Linked DNA regions of Mus musculus: region 2 is linked to region 1. The links are chromatin contacts, called in public HiChIP or PLAC-seq maps. All regions are on one chromosome and are shown on one strand. The core of a region is the stretch at or near the end of the contact, and the rest is flanking DNA. Distances in the headings are between cores, read along the strand shown. Region 1 has its middle 120 kb from the start of Cst10. Region 2 has its middle 56 kb from the start of Cst10.

Evidence for each region. HiChIP or PLAC-seq counts read pairs in DNA pulled down with a chosen protein or histone mark.
Region 2: a RAD21 HiChIP or PLAC-seq map of pro-B cells shows a contact between it and region 1, with 2.0 times the contacts expected there. The contact joins two enhancer-like sites. A contact is called at or near these places in 3 of 15 datasets of contacts at CTCF or cohesin (CD8 T cells, the G1E-ER4 cell line and pro-B cells) and 1 of 484 Hi-C or Micro-C datasets (nephron progenitors).

The regions. Positions count from the first base shown.
Region 1 is chr2:149,282,164-149,288,893 of GRCm38.p6, reverse strand. No RefSeq gene overlaps it. Among named protein-coding and RNA genes, the nearest start is that of Cst10, 120 kb to the left of the region's middle. Within about 2 kb of position 5,458, at least 37 of the 459 cell types and tissues checked have an H3K27ac peak or open chromatin away from gene starts, as enhancers often do. A contact at or near this core is called in pro-B cells, where this site is marked.
Region 2 is chr2:149,345,678-149,352,450 of GRCm38.p6, reverse strand. No RefSeq gene overlaps it. Among named protein-coding and RNA genes, the nearest start is that of Cst10, 56 kb to the left of the region's middle. Within about 2 kb of position 2,005, at least 3 of the 459 cell types and tissues checked have an H3K27ac peak or open chromatin away from gene starts, as enhancers often do. A contact at or near this core is called in pro-B cells, where this site is marked.

The sequences.
Region 1 (6,730 bases), core at 4,209-6,708:
ATAGGATACATGGGACAATTTCAATATTTTTGAATCTGTTGAGGCCTGTTTTGTGACCTATTATGTGGTCAATTTTGGAGAAGGTACCATGAGGTGCTGAGAAGAAGGTATATCCTTGTGTTTTAGGATAAAATGTTCTGTAGATATCTGTCAGATCCATTTGTTTCATCACTTCTGTTAGTTTCAGTGTGTCCCTGTTTAGTTTCTGTTTCCATGATCTGTCCATTGGTGAAAGTGGTGTGTTGAAGTCTCCCACTATTATTGTGTGAGGTGCAATGTGTGCTTTGAGCTTTACTAAAGTTTCTTTAATGAATGTGGCTGCCCTTGTATTTGGAGCATAGATATTCAGAATTGAGAGTTCCTCTTGGAGGATTTTACCTTTGATGAGAACGAAGTGCCCCTCCTTGTCTTTTTTGATGACTTTGGGTTGGAAGTCAATCTTATCATATATTAGGATGGCTACTCCAGCTTGTTTCTTCATACCATTTGCTTGGAAAATTGTTTTCCAGCCTTTTATTCTGAGGTAGTGTCTATCTTTTTCTCTGAGATGTGTCTCCTGTAAACAGCAAAATGTTGGGTCTTGATTGTGTAGCCAGTTTGTTAGTCTATGTCTTTTTATTGGGGAGTTGAGACCATTGATGTTAAGAGATACTAAGGAAAAGTAATTGTTGCTTCCTGTTATTTTTGTTGTTAAAGTTGGAATTCTGTTCTTGTGGCTGTCTTCTTTTAGGTTTGTTGAGGGATTACCTTCTTGTTTTTTCTAGGGCATTGTTCCCGTTCTTGTATTGGGTTTTTTCTGTTATTAACCTTTGAAGGGCTGGATTCGTGGAGAGATAATGTGTGAATTTGGTTTTGTCTTGGAATACTTTGGTTTCTCCATCTATGGTAATTGAGAGTTTGGCTGGGTATAGTAGCCTGGGCTGGAATTTGTGTTCTCTTAGTGTCTGTATAACATCTGTCCAGGCTCTTCTGGCTTTCATAGTCTCTGGTGAAAAATCTGGTGTAATTCTGATAGGCTTGCCTTTGTATGTTACTTGACCTTTTTCCCTTACTGCTTTTAGTATTCTATCTTTATTTAGTGCATTTGTTGTTCTGATTATTATGTGTCGGGAGGAATTTCTTTTCTGGTCCAGTCTATTTGGAGTTCTGTAGGCTTCTTGTATGTTCATAGGTATCTCTTTCTTTATATTTGGGAAGTTTTCTTCAATAATTTTGTTGAAGATGTTTGCTGGTCCTTTGAGTTGAAAATCTTCATTCTCATCCACTCCTATTATCCGTAGGTTTGGTCTTCTCATTGTGTCCTGGATTTCCTGGATATTTTGAGTTAGGATCTTTTTGCATTTTCCAATTTCTTTGATTGTTGTGCCGATGTTCTCTATGGAATCTTCTGCACCTGAGATTATCTCTTCCATCTCTTGTATTCTGTTGCTGATGCTCAAATCTATGGTTACAGATTTCTTTCCTAGGGTTTCTATCTCCAGTGTTGCCTCACTTTGAGTTTTCTTTATTGTTTCTACTTCCCTTTTTAGGTCTAGTATGGTTTTGTTAATTTCCATCACCTGTTTGTATGTTTTTTCCTCTTTTTCTGTAAGGACTTCTACCTTTTTGATTGTGTTTTTGTGTTTTTCTTTAAGGACTTGTAACTCTTTAGCAGTGTTCTCCTGTATTTCTTTAAGTGATTTATTAAAGTCCTTCTTGATGTCCTCTACCATCATCATGAGATATGCTTTTAAATCTAGGTCTAGGTTTTCGGGTGTGTTGGGGTGCCCTGGACTGGGCGAAGTGGGAGTGCTGGGTTCTGATGATTGTGAGTGGTCTTGGTTCCTGTTAGTAGGATTCCTACGTTTACCTTTCTCCATCTGGTAATCTCTGGAGTTAGTAGTTATAGTTGACTCTGTTTAGAGATTGTTCTTCTGGTGATTCTGTTACCTTCTCTCAGCAGACCTGGGGGACAGATTCTCTCCTCTGAGTTTCAGTGCTCAGAGCACTCTCTGCTGGCAAGCTCTCTTACAGGGAAGGTGCACAGATATCTTGTTTTTGGACCTCCTCCTGGTCGAAGAAGATGGCCCAAAACAGGGCCTCTCTCAGAAGCTGTGTTGCTTTGGCAGTTCCCAGAAGCTGTCAGCTTCTGTGGTGCAGACTCTCACCTGTGCAGACTAAATTCCTAAGTTCCAGGGAGTCCTGGAACCAAGATGGCGACCGCTGCTGCTGAGGCTGAGTCCGCCTCCCAAGCCAGGCGGACACCTGTCCTCTGGTCCGGACGGTGGCCGGCTGTCTGCGGCCCGCAAAGGGTGCTGCCTCAGCGGCTCTGTGCTTCCGCCCGTCCCAGAAGCTGTCCGGTTCTCTAGCGCACCCTCTAACCTGTTCAGACTAATTTCCTAAGTTCTGCTGAGTCCCGGAACCAAGATTGCGACCGCTGCTGCTGAGGCTGAGGCCGCCTCCCAAGCCAGGCGGACACCTGTCCTCTGGTCCGGATGGTGGCCGGCTGTCTGCGGCCCACCAAGGGTGCTGCCTCAGTGGCTCTGTGCTTCCGCCCGTCCCAGAAGCTGTCCAGTTCTCTGGCGCACCCTCTAACCTGTTCAGACTAATTTCCTAAGTTCTGCTGAGTCCCGGAACCAAGATGGCGACCGCTGCTGCTGAGGCTGAGGCCGCCTCCCAAGCCAGGCGGACACCTGTCCTCTGGTCCGGATGGTGGCCGGCTGTCTGCGGCCCGCCAAGTGTGCTGCCTCAGCGGCTCTGTGCTTCCGCCCGTCCCAGAAGCTGTCCGGTTCTCTGGCGCACCCTCTAACCTGTTCAGACTAATTTCCTAGGTCCCGTGGAGTCCCGGAACCCAGATGGCGACCGCTACTGCTGAGGCTGAGGCCGCCTCCCATTTATCAATTCTTGATCTTAGAGCATGAGTCATTGGTGTTCTGTTGAGGAAATTTTCCCCCTGAATGAGTTCAAGGCTCTTTCCCACTTTTTCTTCCATTAGATTTAGTGTTTCTGGTTTTAATTTAAGATCCTCGACACACTTGAACTTGAGCATTGTACAAGGCGACAAATATGGGTCTCTTTTTATTCTTCTACATACGTACAGCCAATTAGACCAGCAGCATTCATTGAAGATGCTTTATTTGTTCCATTGTACATTTTTGGCATCATTGTCAAAGATCCAGTGACAGGAAGTACGTGGTTTTAATTCTGGGTCTTCAATAATATTCCATTGATAACATGTCTGTCTCTGTACCAAGAGCATGCAGTGTGAGATCAGGAATTGTCATTCCTCTGGCTGTTCTTTTATTGGTAAATATTGTTTATGCTATTCTTGTTTTCCCTTTCAGTATGAATTTGAGACAGTTGTTTTTTCCATGTCCTTGAACACTTGTGTTAGGATTTTGATGGGAAATGCATTCAATTTGTAGATTACCTTTGGTAGGTTGACCATTTTACAATGTTAATTCTGCCAATCCATGAGCATGGGAGATCTCCCCATTTTTTGAGATCTTCTTCTATTTCTTCCTGGTGATACTTGAAGTTATTGTCATGTTGGTCTTTCACTTGTTTGGTTAGAGTTACTTCAAGATATTTTATATTATTTGTGCCTATTATGAAGGGAGTTGTTTCCTTATTCTTTTTTACTAGCCTGTTTATCCTTTGTATAAAAGAAGCCTTCTGATTTGTTTGAGCTTATTTTATATCTGACCACTTTGCTAAAGTTGTTTAACAGCTGGAGAAGTTGTCTGGTAGAATTTTTGGGGACACTTATGTATATAACCATATCATCTGCAAATAGTGTGAAAAAGGAATATCCAGCTGTGAAGGCCAAGTGGCTGGGCAGTGGTGGTACAGGCCTTTAATCCCAGCACTTGGGAGGCAGAGACAGGCAGATTTCTGAGTTTGAGGTCAGCCTGGTTTACAGAATTGGTTCCAGGACCATCAGAACTATACAGAAAGACGCTGTCTTAAAAAGAAAAAAAAAAGTATGTCCAGCTGTTGAGGTTTGATAATTTGCAATATATTGTAATACTAAATAATGGTCAAGAAGGCCTGATTGCTACTAGAGATGAGAGAATCTGTATGTATAATATGCCATTGCAGTTTAATTTAAAAAAATATTGGTTAAATAAAATGCCAACAGCTGGACAGACGAGATAAAGGTGTGGCTTGGCGGTCTCGGGCTTAGGGTCTTTGGAGAAAAAGAGTGAGGGAGAAAAAGTGGAGAGATGAGGAAGAAGCCATAGTGTAGGTGAGTTATGAATACAAAACCATGCGGGCTGCGAATTGGAGTAAAGGGTAGCCCAGTTGATACATCATGAGTAATAATTCTGAGTTACTACTAGGAAAGTCGATTCTAATGGCATAGAAGAATATGTGTGCCCTTTATTTGTAAATTACTTGATCAAAGTTGGTGTAAATGCCTCTGATTGAGATTAAATATTCTATACAACATCTAGGCTTTGCAGTCTATATACAGAACAGACCAGCCCTTTCAACTGTCTGGGCTTTCTGCCATAGTATTATGCAACTAACCTGCAGGGCAGTTTTATCTTTTTTCCTATATCATGGTGCATGAGTTTCTGTTTTGTTATTCTTAGATGTTCACATTTCTAACTATATATACAGATGCAATGTGTAGAAAATTTACCATTCCATGAGCTGTTTTGCAATTTACAAGTCTCACAAAAAAAAAAAAAAAGAAGACAGTAGTTTCATAGAATAATTTGGGAAAAAAATACCAAAAGTATACCTTGCAAAGGGGAATATCACTGTGGATGATAAGAACAATGTAAGAAAGAAGGGATTATCAGTAAAGGCTGAGATGTTATTGAGAACTGCTTCAGTGTCATAGAAAAATATTTATTCTATATCTGAGTACATTCCAGAAAGTACTATGAGTTCAAGCTAAGATATAGATTGGAACAAGAAAGATCCTAGTACTTTTCCAGTCGCACAAGTATACTACTAATACTATCAATCATTAGTAGCTATATCAGACATTCAATTGATGATAACATATACACTAGACATTATTGCCCTAAATGATCCATAGCAGTCAGCATCATTAAGAGGCCATGAACATATGTAATTGAATATCCAGTGAGTTAAAACACTGCAGAATTTTAGGTGGGAATTTAAGGGACATAGAATTTAATTTTGAAATTAAATACTCCATGAAGGGAGTATTACTGACCCGTCCAGCAGGTATAGATATTCGTGGGTGTCAAGGGGACTGCTCCTGGGGTGAGAGAGAAACGGAGACCAAGCACAGAAAAGACACGATGTCAATCTGTATCTCGTCAAGGTCTCATTGTATTCAGCAAAGCTTGCAGTTTTTATACAAAGATAATAAAGGGGAAATAACCCTTATGCAGAAGGGCAGGGGTAAGCAGTGGTAATTTTTCTTGGTGGGTGCTGTAAGGGGAAGCATGATATCTAAAAGTACATCTTGTGGTTAGGACGTCTGCTGTTTGCTTCAAGTCTGGAACATCTTGTGGTAATTCTCAGAACAGTCGGTTGGTAACCTTCATCTGAATTTAGTCAGCTTGGGGAGGAGGTCCAACTTTTAGGTCTTTTGGCAATCTTCTTGAGGCTTTTACAAAGAACTTTCTTTTGGCCCCTAACATATTACCAAATGTGTTCTCATACCACATTATAGTATTTTGTGAAGAAAATACCATCATATCAAAGTTTTGTGCTTCATTCTTTTCTTGTATAATAAAATTTCCACTGATACGTCAACTTTGACCAAGATATACATTTATTAATCTGTAGTTTTAAATGATGTCATGATCTTTAATAGCAACATTTTCAAAATCCTGAGTTTTAATACAATAGACATTTTAGTATTAAAATATTTTTATCAGTATGTATACACTGTGGTTTGGACTTTATTGTACTTTGAACTGCATATGCAATAGTATTATTCAAGCATGATTCCTAAATGCATTGAATAACTAAATTCAATTAAATTGACTTTTCATGAATGTGTCATTTCTGTTATGACCTATTACTATGGCTATATTACCTCTGAGATGTCCCTAGAATAATTTTTATGGCCAATGGTTGAACAAATAACTTTGATATATTTTGTGAGCCAGTTACACATGATAGTAAAAATTTAGAATGAGGTTACAATTTATGGTGGAAGTTATAGGCATGTGAAGTGATCATTTAACCTTATGGTCTGTACTTCAATCTATAGGATATGACACCAAAACCACTTAGAAAATGAAATGGAGCCAGGTGATCATGGTGCACACCTTTAATCACAGCACTTGGAAGGCAGAGACAAGGGATTTCTTAGTCTGAGTCCAGCCTGGTCTACAAAGTGAGTTCCAGGCCAGCCTGGGCTATTCAGAGAAAGTCTGTCTCAAAGAAAATTAAAAAAACCAAGCAAACAAACAAACAAACAAACAAACAAAAGCAGAAAGAAAGAAAGAAAGAAAGAAAGAAAGAAAGAAAGAAAGAAAGAAAGGAAGGAAGGAAGGAAGGAAGAAAAAAGAAACCAGGCAAGGCAAGAGAGTCAAGGAAGGCAGGAAGGCAGGAAGGCAGGAAGGCAGGAAGGCAGGAAGGCAGGCAGGCAGGCAGGCAGGCAGGCAGGCAGGCAGGCAGGGAGGGAGGGAGGGAGGGAGGGAGGAAGGAAGGAAGGAAGGAAGGAAGGAAGGAAGGAAGGAAGGAAGGAAGGAAGGAAATGAAATTGTGGAGAGGAGCTTCAGGACATTACACTAGTGTTTTCTGGTTAATGTCT
Region 2 (6,773 bases), core at 756-3,255, 67 kb before region 1:
GTTTTGGTTATATTTCTGTTGTTATGATACTGTCACCCAAAGTGACTTAAGAAAGAGAGAGTTAATTTGGACTTAGTGATCCAGAGATATTAGACACTTCTGTGGAAAGAACATTTGGCTCTAAACAACATGTATGGAGGCAGGTGTTGGAAGCTGAGAGATCACACCTTCTGCACACATGAAGCAGAACAAGTGAACTCAAAACAGACAAGCATATGACTTCTCCATGTCAACTCTAAATATTATGCTTCTTCCTGTGATGTTATACCCTTTCCCAAACAGTACCAACAACGAGTTTAGATACGACATCCTAAGGAGGACATATATCATTCAAACCATCATAGCAGACACTTTCCACTTTTCATACAACATATAATGAATTATTATAACTTTTAAAATCCTTTTTATTATATATTTTCTTCATTTACATTTCAAATGCTATTCCCTTTCCTTTCACTGATAAGTGGATATTAGCACAGAATTATTATGCCTTTAAGACACTGAACTCACGTTAGTATATAAAGTTGGAAAAATTTGGGGACTTAAGTGATACATTAAACTCCCAGGCAGTTATTTACTTCCTAATTGAAATGAATATATATGATTCTGGAAAGATGGCTTAGTCAATAAAATGCTTGCTTTAAAAGAATGAGGATCTGAATTCAATTTGCAGAACAGTTTAGTGCATCTCTCAACTGTGCTCAGAGAAGCTTCTTTATACAGTAGATTGCAATTATCACAGAGACCCACAGTTGGTGAAGGTGAAGAGAATAGGGTTATGGAAACTTAGCCTTATAGGGAACATCTTCAGAACAAGGGACTCAGAAATTCTGTTTTTATTAATCATTTATGTGCTTTGGTCTCTCTCCAGTTCTGGTATAGTGTGAACTTGGAATTGTTTTTCTCCTTAAGTGAACATCTTCCTTGTCTGTTTCCCTTTCTGTTACTATCCATGTGCCTCAGTTCAAATCTTTGTTCCAGGGCATAATAACCTGGAAATATTACTGACTTCAGTTATGCACCTGTAACAGTGAGACCAGAAGCTATGTGGTACTACTCCTGACATTTTTCAAGAATGTTTTGGCTACTTTTGTTACTGTTCTTTTCTTCTCCCTTTCTCTAGACTTTTCAGCAATCCTGGTCATATTCAGTGTGGATTTCTGTGGCTTTTTCATACTTTCTGTCTTTAGAACAGCTTCTCTTCTTTCTTATTCTGACTCTTCCACTACACTCTGTTATATAGAAATACCATATGCCCAGAACACTAGAAGTTTGAAATGATAGTTAACTCCATAAACCAACTGAACACCATATTTGTCGTGATTAGATCAGCTGAAATCTCCAGATGAAAGGAAATGTATAGATAGGTGACTCATACTCCAAGACAGGGACAAGAGATCCTAACAAACGTGGAAATACCCCACTTTGTTCTCACAAAGGGCACACATAATTGTCGTACTGAGGACAATTGGAAAACATTAACATTGATTAGCAGAACTACCAAGTGCTGTGGAAAAGCACTGGGAAATAAGTGCTTTGTCACATAGCTTTTAGGGAGAACTCTAAACATAAAAGCAGCATTTTATAAGCAGTTTCTGCAAGGGAATATGAGGTTTTGAAAAAATGTAAACTATGATCTCTCTCTCTCTCTCTCTCTCTCTCTGCTACTCTGAGAAGTTCCTGTCTTTCACTGTGGTTAATTTTACACTACTTACATTTACTGAAAGTTCTCATTGAGGACTTCCTGGTGGATCTAGGAAAAGAAAGAAGTTGTGGTAGGGGAGGGTACTGCCATCTGCAAATACATGCTATGGTTATTGAAGCCTAGTATCACCAGTTATCCCAGAGAAGCACTGGCAGATATTTAGACAGATACCTTCTGTGACTGTAAGAAGTCACCAGGGCATGTTATATAGCAAAGCTCCACCATTTACAGTAAACCCCGATTGCTTCTCATACGTCGAGGTGAGATGGATTGTGAGATCTGGAGACAGGGGTTCATGAGAAGATCAAGGGTGCCATCTGGTGGTCATATGTGTAAGTTCCAGGTGCAGTTCATCCTGGGGACTAGTTCTGAAAGGATTATCAGCAGTTCTTCTGGGTCTTGCAAATCATTTGACTGTGGATTCAGAACATGCCCTGCAGAATCTTGAGTTACTGCCCCTTTGTGGGCCAGGAGACATTGACAAGTATTGAGCAGGTAGTGTGTAAAAGCAGGAAGATGCAATAAAGGACAGCAAAATGCATTAATTCAAAACAATTATAGATATTTATCATGAGATGAACACCTTAAGTAATTTAGAAGAGTGGAGGAGGCCCCAATTGTTATCTCTGAATTATTAGTTATTGACAGAATTTTTAAAATTTTATTTATTTATTTATTTTCATTACTTTTTTAATTTTATTTTTATTAGGTATTTATTTCATTTAATTTCCAATGCTATCCCAAAAGTCCCCCACACGCTCCCTGACCCACTCCCCCACCCACCCACTCCCACTTCTTGGCCCTGGCGTTCCCCTGTACTGAGGCATATAAAGTTTGCATGAGCAATGGGCCTCTCTTTCCAAGATGGCCGACTAGGCCATCTTCTGATACAAATGCAGCTAGAGACACGAGCTCTGGGGGGTACTGGGTAGTTCATATTGTTGTTCTACCTATAGGGTTGCAGATCCCATTAACTCCTTGGTTACTTTCTCTAACTCCTCCATTGGGGGCCCTGTGATCCATCCAATAGCTGACTGTGAGCATCCACTTCTGTGTTTGCTAGGCCCCGACATAGGCAAACAAGAGACAGCTATATCTGGGTCCTTTCAGCAAAATCTTGCTAGTGCATGCAATGGTGTTAGCATTTGGAAACTGATTATGGGATGGATCCCCGGATATGGCAGTCTCTAGATGGTCCATTCTTTTGTCTCAGCTCCAAATTGTGTCTCTATAACTCCTTCCATGGGTGTTTTGTTTCCAATTCTAAGAAGGGGCAAAGTGTCCACACTTTGGTCTTCATTCTTCTTGAGTTTCATGTGTTTCACAAATTGTATCTTATATCTTGGGTATTCTAAGTTTCTGGGCTAATATCCACTTATCAGTGAGTACATATTGTGTGAGTTCTTTTGTGATTGGGTTACCTCACTCAGGATGGTGCCCTACAGGTCCATCCATTTGCCTAGGAATTTCATAAAATCATTCATTTTAATAGCTGAGTAGTACTCTATTGTGAAAATGTACCACATTTTCTGTATCCATTCCTCTGTTGAGGGGCATCTGGGTTCTTTCCAGCTTCTGGCTATTATAAATAAGGCTGCTATGAACATAGTGGAGCATGTGTCCTTCTTACCAGTTGGAACATCTTCTGGATATATGCCCAGGAGAGGTATTGCAGGATTCTCCAGTAGTACTATGTCCAATTTTCCAAGGAACCAACAGACTGATTTCCAGAGCGGTTATACAAGCTTGCAATCCCACCAACAATGGAGGAGTGTTCCTCTTTCTCCACATCCTCACCAGCTCTCCTCTTGCAGGGCAGGTGGACAGATATCTGGCACTTGGACCTGCATCCTGGCAGAAGATGAAGGCCCGAAACTGGGCTTGTCCCAGAATCTGTGTAGCTTCTGTAGTCCAAACTCTCACCTATGCAGACTAGTCTTGGTGGGATCCGGAAACCAGGATGGCTCCCCCAGGTGCTGTGGCAAAGCCTTCCTGTGCGGTGTGGACACCTCTGCTCTGGCAGGGAAGGTGCCTGGATGTCTGGAGCCTGAAATGGGGTCTGCTTCAGAAGGTCTGTGGCTTCTGCCTGTCCCAGAAGCTGTTAGCTTCTGTAGTCCACACTCTCACCTGCACAGACTAGTCTCAGCGGAATCTGGGCACCAAACCAATTATTTATTTTAAGAAGACTAGCACTTATCATCAAGAAGATATGCTTGGAGTATAGACTGGGCAGATTTAGATTTATTCCCATTAGACAAGCAAAAATACCTAAAATTATTATTACAGGTACATGATTATGTTTGATCAACCCACATTTTTCAAATATATTTCTTTTTAGTTACCCAGTAGGTTTCAATATAAACTCTGTCATGACCCTTGTTTATACCTTATAAGTCTTGTCTGTATATCAGATATAGCTTGAGTAAAGTAAAATGAAATATTCTGACCATCAAAATCTCAGAAAATCCAGCAATCATGGAATTATTTCACTTGGTTAAAATACTAGGTAGATCCAAAAACATGAAACCATGGTTTAAATTTTCTTCTTTTTGTTAAAAAAATTAATTTTAATTCTTTTTAGTATTATGAAGGAAGTTGTGTTTCTCTCTCTCTCTCTCTCTCTCTCTCTCTCTCTCTCTCTCTGTGTGTGTGTGTGTGTGTGTGTGTGTGTGTGTGTGTGTGTATGAGTGAGAGTGCATGTGACCCTGTAGGCCAGAATCATTGCTTCCTCAAAGCTGGTCAGTAAAGTTTGTCAAGTATTTTTGTTGGCTATTGGAAACTTAATTTATGTTTTCAGGAGGAATATCAAGTGTTCTTGAGCTCTGAGGCATCACTGCAGGCCTGTTGTTTTCTTTATTCCATATCTAATTCCTCTCAAGTGAAAGAGACATAAGTAATGGAGAGATGATCACTTCATGTCCTGTCCTGAGAATTTAGACCTCTGAACAGATTAGAGTGTAAACCATGAAGTAACCTTCAAGGAACTTCCTGTACTGAATGTAATGATTGGTGTTAATGGGTTGTGGAAAGAAATAAAATATCCACTGTCAAAGTTAAAGTTTGTTTCAGAATTTTTCCCTCTGAAAATTCAGCACTGAATGGTCCTATATCTGCTGAAATACTACTCCTCCATGAGGAATTCTGTATTGTGACCTTGGATGGTACTGCTCTCTCAGGATCCCAAAGACAAAGAATTTTTGTAACACAATGTGTTAAACTTGAATGTTGAAGGAATTCAAAAGCCAGAGAACAGTGATATCCAATGCTAAGAAGGAAGACTAACTAGTCAAGCTCAAACGAGAAAGAGTAAAGATGGTTGAAAAAGTTGGGGTGAAGAGATAATCTGGAAATATGAAAGAATAAAAAGGGGAGATATAGAAGAGATGGAGATTTCAGGAAGGAGATTTGAAACAGAAAGGGACAGAAGTGAATAAATATCAGGCATCCTGAAGGAAAAATGAGAAGAGAGAGAAAATATAGAGGGCAGGAATAAACAAATGAGGGGAAAGGGTGAAAAAAAAAAAAAGCATATGGTGCTGGCAAGGAGTCAATGGAAACTAAGAGCACACCATAAAAAGCCAACTCATTTCCAGGCTATACTCATTGCCTGCTCCAGGCTTACTGCAGTTTCACTTCTAGCCTTGGATTCAATTCCAATTCTAAGAAGACCATAGCCTACCTGCTCCATGCTCAACGATTTCTGCTGACCATCCTCATACTATTTCTGAACCTAAACCTTTACCCTGTTCTAGGTCACATCCTGGGTGGCATAGTGAAATCGAGTATGAAGGAAGATGGGGCCCAAGAAGCACTGAACTTTGTTGTCAGCCAGTACAATGAAAAAAAAATAGTGAAGTGTACCTGAGCAATGTGGTGGAAGTGAAGAGTGTCTAAAAGCAGTTATGTGACCCTTAATTGGGGGAACCTGACTCATAGAGGGACACATATATCTCCTTGGTACTTCTACCATTCTCTCCACCTTGCTGCTCCCTGATCCTGACTCAGTCTGCTTTCTAAGTAGTAATGTGAGGTGGAAATATTTGCCATATTCACGTTCTTCTCTTCATTATTTCTTTTCCTCAGATACTTTATGTCCTCTGGAAGCACTGATAGGTGAGCTTACCCAAACTACAATAACCTGTCTTACTTCTTTGAAATTTGTGAGTACGCTGTCATTTTTTGCATGTCTGTCTCTTGCCAAACTTACAAGCTACACCTGAACAGAGGATCTTCAACAGATCTTCTGAGAAGAGCATTTTATCATTAGCTTTCTTCAGCCCAAAGACAGTGTAAATGGATAATTATGTGACCATAGAAAGTAAATTCTCACCAAACATCTTGAAAATTTTAGTTAGTATCTTTATTTTTTTTATAACTCTTATCTTGTTTATGGGCAAATATCAAAAAGAATCACAACTATAGCACAGGTTTCTCTGTCAATCCATTATGTCTTCTTCATATTTCTTTCTTTATATTTGATTGTGTTTAGTCCAACTTCTTCCATTTTCCCCAGGCTATGCATATCCGAGTGAACAATTTTTTAAACATTTTGTTAGTAAATTGTTCAGTGTATATTTTCCATCATGTAAAATGGAATTTTTATAAATTTTAAAGGATTTTATAAGGTAAATCAAGAAACAATATTTATTCACAGTTTCAGGATCACTCCACTTTGCAAATTTCCATTAGTAGCAAATCTCAGAGTGGCTTTATGTCCTAACAGCTTCTTGTTTTCTGAGCCTCCTTTGCTTAAAGTTTTATAGATCTTTGTATAGAACAGTGTTTTAATCTCTTATGCCAAATAAGTATATAGCAAATTATTAGTCCTTTTGATCCAATGCTTCTTCAGTATGACTGCAGATGATAACTTAGGTTCCCACAAGAGTCTGTGTAGTAGGAGTATCACCAATCTAGAGGATCTTAGTTTCATTTTTCATGGTTATCTTGGCGTGTCCCTGGAATCAGCTTCAACAAATTGCTTCTACTTCCTGTATATTTGATCTTTGGGTCATAGTCTGTATGATCCTCTCAAACTTTATTATGGACCATGGGGAACTGTACCTGAACA